Linked DNA regions of Sus scrofa: region 2 is linked to region 1. The links are chromatin contacts, called in public Hi-C maps. All regions are on one chromosome and are shown on one strand. The core of a region is the stretch at or near the end of the contact, and the rest is flanking DNA. Distances in the headings are between cores, read along the strand shown.

Region 1 (3,827 bases), core at 1,030-3,529:
ACCAGGTGGTGCTAACACAGGCTCTGGGTCGCATCTATCAGCACAACTGAATCGCTCTTCTTCTCTCTTTCTATTATATATAAAGTTCCTAGCATGGGCTTGGTCCTGAGAATCCAGAGGTGAAAACAGACAGTCCCTGACCTCAGGGGCTGTCAGCATGGTGGTAGATAGATTTCTTTATAGAAGATCTGCACAAAAAAATGGAAAGAGAAAGTAGGAACCTCTAACTTAGCCTGGAGAGCTCGGGGGGGGGGGGGGGTGGGTCCTAGGGGAGGTTCTCTCAGAGCTGAGTCTTAGGAGTTGACTGGGATCTGGCCAGGAGGGGTGGCAAGAAGGCAAAGTAAAGAGCAAGACTGAGGTCATCCTGGATGGAGGGGACAGTGTGAGCCAGGGCCTGGAGGTTCCAGGGGGAAGTGAACTCAGGGACATCGCACAAGCCCATGCTGCATGTCTGGATAGGGTAGGGCGTGGCCAAAAATGAGGCCAGAGATGTAAGCTGGGAATTAGAAATGTCTGAACATAGGGAAATATCTGAGCAAAACAGCATTACGTAAGTTCATGCAAATTACTTGCAAAACAAGGTGTACCCTCTCAGGAAACCTACTTACAAGGTTGAGTGCATGAAAGTATTTGGTAACAGATCCCTACTGCCAAGATCAACAGGTTGCATAAGAAAGAAGTAGTCATTTATTCATTGAATCTAAACACATATAGAGAGCATGTGCTGAGTGAGTGCCAGGCACTGGAAGTCCATGATCAAAACTATATTCCTGACAAAATGACTAGGACTTGTCATTCTGCCTACGGTGAAGACGCCAAAGTTAATTGTTCAATACATCAATGATTAGTCTGGGCCCCTGTCTATGAAGCTCACAGTATATTGGGTGAAACAGAGAGGTAAGCAGATGATTGTGGTATCAAATGATTACAATTAAGATAGGTCAGGGAGGAGTTCCCGTTGTGGCTCAGTGGTTAACAAATCTGACTAGGAACCATGAGGTTGCAGGTTCGATCCCTGACCTTGCTCAGTGGGTTAAGGATTCAGCGTTGCCGTGAGCTGTGGTGTAGGTCGCAGACGCGGCTCGGATCCCATGTTTCTGTGGCTCTGGTGTCAGCCAGTGGCTGCAGCTCCGATTCGACCCCTAGCCTGGGAACTTCCATATGCCGCGGGAGCGGCCCTAGAAAAGGCAAAAAGACAAAAAAAAAAAAAAAAAAAAAGATAGGTCAGGGAACGCATTCTAAAAATGTCTGCAGGAGCCAGGAAAGTAAAATAAGTAAATGAAGAGAACTCCAGGTGAGAGGCAGTAGGGACTAGTGGGGACTGCGAGCCGTAGGGAGTGTGTGTTCATTCTCAAGGGGATAATTGCTACGCCACTCCAAGCAAATTTAGGTAAAAAGAAGCTGGCAATTTTTACGATGTGCAATGTTCCTACGTGAATTGGTTGCTCCTACAATTCAGGGTTCCAGCACAATCAGCCTGGTACTACATGGAGGTGATGGCATAGAGATAGAGAGACACTGGTTAGCAAGATGCAAAGCCTGAATACCTGCCTTTCTGGATGAACATGGCATGGGACACAGCGACCTGCATGGTCAAGAGAGGGACACTATAGTTCTCACAGCCAGGAAGGCAAACAGTGTCAGGCACTGCTAGGACCACAGCCTCCCGACAGCCCATCGGACTCATGTGCACCTGCTGAGGGCCTGACTTGAGTCAGTCTCTGGCTTTCTTAGGCCAGGACCGGGGCCTCCAGGGCAGCCCCTCCCCCTGAGAGGACCTGTGTGGCAGTTGCTAATTTTCTGGCCACGAGCATCTGTTTGGGGTTGTTTGTTCTGCAGAAGGAAACAGAAGATTGCTGTGTATCAGAATCCTGCTCCTCCTCCTCCTGCACCACTACCGTCCCCCCCCCCACACACACACTGCAGAAAAGCTGCTGAGCAAACAGAGAAATCAAGATGATTATACGCTGCTGGAAAACCGCGTGCTTCCGCCTGGCTGCGTCCCCCTGCCAAACTGTTATGTAAGCCGTGGCCCCACTCAGGCCTGGAACCAAACAGAGGTGCCATTGACAGCCTGTCCGTGACCTGCTCATCACCCACGGCTTTCCCCACAGCCTGTCTCACCTGGAGCGAACCTGCCCCGGGGAGGGGAGGTCCCGACAAACTGACAAGCTGCTTTTACAAGTGTTTTGGGATTTCCCTCTCTCCCTTCCCAGCCAGTTCAGAGGCATGGGGTGGGTCAGGACTAGGAGTTTACTTTGGCGGGATTCCCAGTGACTAAGACGTTTTATACTGGAAAACTCCATCTGACAATCCGGGGGAGGTGAGTGTCTTTCACCCTCTGAAGCGCCTAAGTCACTTTGGATGTTTAGATACCAGAGTTGAAGAGGTAACTGCTGGAGTCCGAGGTGACCTCCAGGCCAGACCACACTGCTCTGATGACCAGTACTTATTTCTATTTAGGGATTCTGGGCATGTTCCCCAGCCCTAAACCACCTAAATAGACTTAGAAGAGCTTTTCCTTTGATGTGTCAGTGACTTGAATGAGCTAAAGTCTCAGGCTTTTTTTCTCTTTCTTTCTGCATCACAGGGTCAGGAATACTCAATGGCTCCTACAGCAAGTGCACTAAAGGTTTTCAATGTTAATTACAACCTCTTGGCATGGTTATAATTCTATCTGCAGTGAGCTCCCGGCTCTTTTACTGCTGACTGTGTTCAGGAGTTTACATATTCATGTCTATTCAACACTGGGATTCCATTCCTCTCCCTTTTGCAGCCGTCACTGACCACATCCCGCTTGAGAGGCTCAGATCTCGAGTAAAAGGGCCTGAACTTTGGTGCCAGATAAAATCTGTTCTGGAGACAGAGCTTGCTCATTCAGAGTCTATGTGACCTTGTGCAGTAGTTTCGACCTTGCTAAGTCCCTGGCTCTACTGGTTCCCCTTAATTTTCCTACCTCATTTTTCCAAGCACAAGGCTTCCAAGGTCTGCTGCTGCCTTTGGAGAATGGCTGACCCTGTCCACCTCCCTCCATTCCATCTTGGTAGGTAAGCAGGTCCAGCACGCAGAATCCGTTGTCAGTTGGCCAGATTGCCCCCTTGGAGTGAGGTGTTGGACTGAAATCTCAGGCTCTGGCCCCACTTCTGTCTTTCACCTCTTTTCCTATTAACCCTGGAGGGAGCTCCTCACGAGCCGAGGGGCCAGCGTTGTTGCTCAGCTCTTTCTCACTCTTGATGACCTGGCACCAGACCTATAGTTGATCTCCTCCCTGGAAGATGAGCAGCAAATTCTTACTCCTTGCACAGGCATTTTGAAAAAGTTCAAACCAGAGAAGGAATTGCCTTTTCCAGATCTCAGTCCACAGAAGGGCTCATCAGTAGCCCCCTGAATCGTAATAAGAGAAGGGATTTATGGGGATACCTCACAAGCACTCTGGCAGGGAGAGAGAGCAAACTATACTGAGAACTACTTTTTCTAAGTATTACATTGTAACCACACCATGAATGCAATCAGCTGCACCCTCATTGTCTGAATGTAAACAGCAACCTCAGATCCTAAGTTGCTTCTTATAGGGAAGCTTGGCTCCCTGCTCTGCTTCAAGATGACCTTTGGCTTGGAAACAAAATGTGGGTCTGAATTCAATAAAGCTTGGATTCTTTTATATGACTCAGCTCCCCCGGTGGAGAGGAATAAAATCCCTGCTCCTGGAATCCAGTGGCCTCTGTGGGTGAGCTCATCCAGCCCCTGATGGTTTTCTAGATAATCATTAAACTCAGGTTGACCAATCTCATTACATTGTTCTCTAAAAAAAGACAGCAGTGGTGTGG
Region 2 (3,799 bases), core at 542-3,041, 130 kb before region 1:
TTGAAGATAATATCCTTATCTCTCAAACGGATGTGAAATTTAAATAATGCGGTGTTCAGAAAGTACCAAATAACTGCAGATGATAGATCCTCTTTGGACGTAGCCCCTTCAGGTGGAATAAATTAGGAAACGTAGTTGTGTATCAAAAGGTTGTCTGTACTCTCATTCATTTTACAAATATTCACAACCACCTGCTATGTGTTAGGTCCTGTGTTAGAGGAGGAAGGATTTCCAAGATGCAGGCTCTCAAAGACAAAATAATACAGTTGAGGGGATGATATACAAAGCGTCAAAGGTTAGGTCATAGTTTGAGATCAATTGCTCAGCGCCACCATAAACTATCTGTGATTGGTGAATGAATGAGCGTCCAGACAGTCAGTGCTGCCAGAGAAGTACAGGTGGACCAAGAACAGGGTGAGATCTCTGAGGGCTAGAGGTGTTGGGTGGTTGAAATGGTTTCCAGAAACAGGAGAAATGTGAACCAGTCCTCAAACACAGTTAGCATTTGGAGAAGCAGAGGAAAGGGAGAATAGTGCCAAGTGATTAAAACACAAACACCCATGGAGCAAGGTGAGCTTCGGGTACAGTCTGGCTGGATTGTAGAAGAGGGGTTTGGGGAAATTAGGTTGAAGGGCAGGTTGAGGCCAGATTATGGAAAGCACTGGAAGGCAGGCTAGAGACTTCAATATCCACTATAGACAATGTCTTTTTCATTGTGTGCTCTAGGCCACACTGTCTGATCTGCCCCCTAGATGCACAATGATCTGTCCCCAACCACACCCTGCATTTTTTTAATGCTACTAATTCTCTAGTATTTATATATTATCTGGTCTTATTTTCGCTGTTGGATATATGTGTCACACCAGGCCCTAACAGGACTGTAAATTTCAGAGAACAGGTCACATAAAGGTTTCCTAATCTGATATGATTTAGCGTGGTAGCACATCTTAGAAGCTGAGAGGTAAAGAAGGCTTGGAGATGCTGAAAGCAGGAACTGGAGAAAGTGAGATCATACTGTTAGAATGGCTTGTCCTATGTCCCAGCCACTGCGTGGTACATTAACGGGCTCTTTGGTAGTCTTTCAATGTTGATCCTACTGCTCTTGGTGGTGCCTTGATGGTTTGGCCTTCTAGTTTGAGCCATACCTCTATGGACCATATTTGATGTGCCTCAAACCCATTAATAGAGAAGCCTTCAATACAAATGGAAGGAACGCTTTTCTTTTTTTCTTCTTTTTTTTTTTTAGGGTCGCACCTGTGGCACATGGAAGGTCTCAGGCTAAGGGCTGAATCGGAGCTGCAGCTGCTGGCCTACGTCACAGCCACAGCAACACTGGATCCGAGCCATGTCTATGACTTACACCGCAGCTTGTGGCAATGCAGGATCTTCAACCTACTGAGTGAGGCCAGGGATCGAACCTGCATGCTCAAGGACACTATCTCATGTTCTTGATGTGCTGAGCCACAGTGGGAACTCTGGCAGGAACACTTTTCTGAGAAAGGACCTTAGACTTTCCAGATTTTTTTGGGTTTTGCCTGGTTGAGCTCCTTGACTTTCCTGGTAAAATCAATCAGTAATTTAACAAGAGAACTGCTATGTGCCCCTAACTGACTTACCCTCTAGAAACCCTTGTCCTTTGATATTTTCAGCTGCTCTTTCCCAGCTTATTCTGGAGGAGGAGATCAACCAGGAACCTTAGGAATCACATGACCAAGGGCAGACAGCAGAACTGCAGAGCAAACATGGCTAGCCTGTGTGTTTGCTTTGGTTTAAAGAGTTACTGGGGATAGTATACTAACCTTTTGTTTTGCAGGCGCTTAACTTCCCTGGTAAATAGCTGTTTTTGAATAGCAATAGCTCCATGTGACCAGTCGAACTGATTCTTAAAATAGACCTGACTCACTTCTCTGTGGATCAGCCAGGATGGCAACAGAGACACCTGGGCCATTGGTCCTCACTCACATGCCAGAACAATGGCCAATCAGGAGCATGTGGGCTCTTATCTTAGCAGGGCACAGCTGTTGGTTCATATCACTGCCTCTTAAAACCTTAGCCTTTGGTGGCCCTGACCACCACCAAGTGGTAGAGTCCTCCAGTGGGTGTCTGCTGCCCCAGATACTGCTAAAGACCCTTATGGTGGGTGATCTCACCGACCTGGAATAGATTCCTTTGGTCCTACAGAAACTTTTTAACCTGGTTTTCCATGAAGCAAGTGAGGGCAGCTAAACTGGGTGAGAGTGAATAAGGGAGTGGGAAGAGGCCAACTTAGTTGTTCCTATAAGGAACAAGGGCAAAATCTCCCTTCCCCAACTGGAGCCTACTCATGGCATTGGGAGGAAGAGGGAGTCTGTAGCTGGCTGGTTGATTGCATCACAGCCTAGCTCTCAAGGTCCAGCACATGGTGACATTCCTCAACTCATTTTTTCTTTGCTCCTCCCCTTACACATATTTTCACTTGAGTCAGCTCTTTACAGACACCCCAAAATGTATACATACATGCAACTTGTGTCCTTTCTCTCCTCTAGTCTATGTTCCTTATGTTCAAGCTGCTTTTTTTTTCCTCCTCCTGAGAAATCCTTCCCTCTCCTCTGTATCTATTCAAATCCTTCCCATCCTTCTGAGTCCAACACAAACCTACTCAACATCTTCCATGAGTTTTATTTTGGATCATTGAAAATGAACATGTCTAAACACACAATGGCCTTTGTGTGCATTTCTCTTTCATCTAACCAAGGGAGACTGACTCTTGCCTCTCTTAGGTTTGGTTAGAACAGATCAGATTAGTAAACATCAAAGGAGTATCTTCTAAGTACAATTCCCTGTGCTGAATCCTGGGAATGGGACCCGAGGCCCTGCTCCTGGAGATGAGAGTCAAGCTTGAAGCCTTTGTTAGTTGCTTTCTCAACCCTAATGGGAAGTGACCATGATATCTTAGAGCAGCAGCCACAGGCTGTTCAGGACAAGAAAAACAAAACAAAACAAAACAGGGTCTGACTTCTAAGGGATCAGGAATGGGAATGAAGAACTTTAGCTTCCAAGAGCACAAACTGGTTAATTCTCAAAGTACATACCATGGCCTGAGGTGACTCAAATGACCAATTACGCAAGTGATGCAACAGTCACCCGAACCAGATGAGAACTCCAGGAGAGGAGAGCCAGCCCCAACTCTCTCTGGGGAGCAGCCAAACCTTCAACAGTCATGGAGCCAAGTCAGCAAAAGTCTCTGAGAAGAGCTAAATTTAATCCAGGTTGCCTGAGGTGCTGGAGGGCATGAACTTTGGGGAAAGACGTGCAAATGAGGAACTACTTCTCTTCTGGAGAGAGACCTATGGCAGGTGAATCACAGCAGCAAAAGAGGGAAATCTCATCAATGCTGACCAGTAGCAGTTGCTTAGTTGTATCGCAGTGTGGGATGGGGGTGGGGTGGTAGCGGGAGGGGTTTTCTTTAACTAAGGTGCTTAAGCCATCCTGGGGATTTAGAGAGGATGGAAGACCAGGAACCTCCTCAAGCTTCCACTACCTCTAATGACAGATACAAATGCAATGTTTTCTCAAAGAATAGGGTGAATAGCTGAGAGAGGGAAAAGCATGTCAGTTCATTCCAAGGATTGGTGTATACAATGCTCAGGGTGCGATAGCTTGGTGACATTATGGTGGAATCCCACCTACTAATGGTCCACAGAGAAAATGCTGAGATCATTGTCAATCTGGACAACGTGTCTAATTTGCAAGGAGTTGGAGTGAAGTCGAGATTAAGTGTTTTTTTTTTGGGGGGGGGTGGGGAGCATCTGTGGCATAT

Evidence for each region. A called contact is a pair of places that touch in the nucleus more often than the background predicts.
Region 2: a contact with region 1 is called in a Hi-C map of liver, with 2.2 times the contacts expected there. The contact joins two enhancer-like sites. A contact is called at or near these places in 2 of 47 Hi-C or Micro-C datasets (both in liver) and 1 of 2 datasets of contacts at active chromatin or transcription factors (alveolar macrophages).

What each region holds. Positions count from the first base shown.
Region 1 is chr9:123,550,848-123,554,674 of Sscrofa11.1, reverse strand. All of the region lies in intron 10 of ZNF648 (a long non-coding RNA gene), which reads left to right. Among named protein-coding and RNA genes, the nearest start is that of ZNF648, 150 kb to the left of the region's middle. Within about 2 kb of position 2,279, at least 34 of the 83 cell types and tissues checked have an H3K27ac peak or open chromatin away from gene starts, as enhancers often do. A contact at or near this core is called in liver, where this site is marked.
Region 2 is chr9:123,684,998-123,688,796 of Sscrofa11.1, reverse strand. All of the region lies in intron 1 of ZNF648 (a long non-coding RNA gene), which reads left to right. Among named protein-coding and RNA genes, the nearest start is that of ZNF648, 20 kb to the left of the region's middle. Within about 2 kb of position 1,791, at least 18 of the 83 cell types and tissues checked have an H3K27ac peak or open chromatin away from gene starts, as enhancers often do. A contact at or near this core is called in liver, where this site is marked.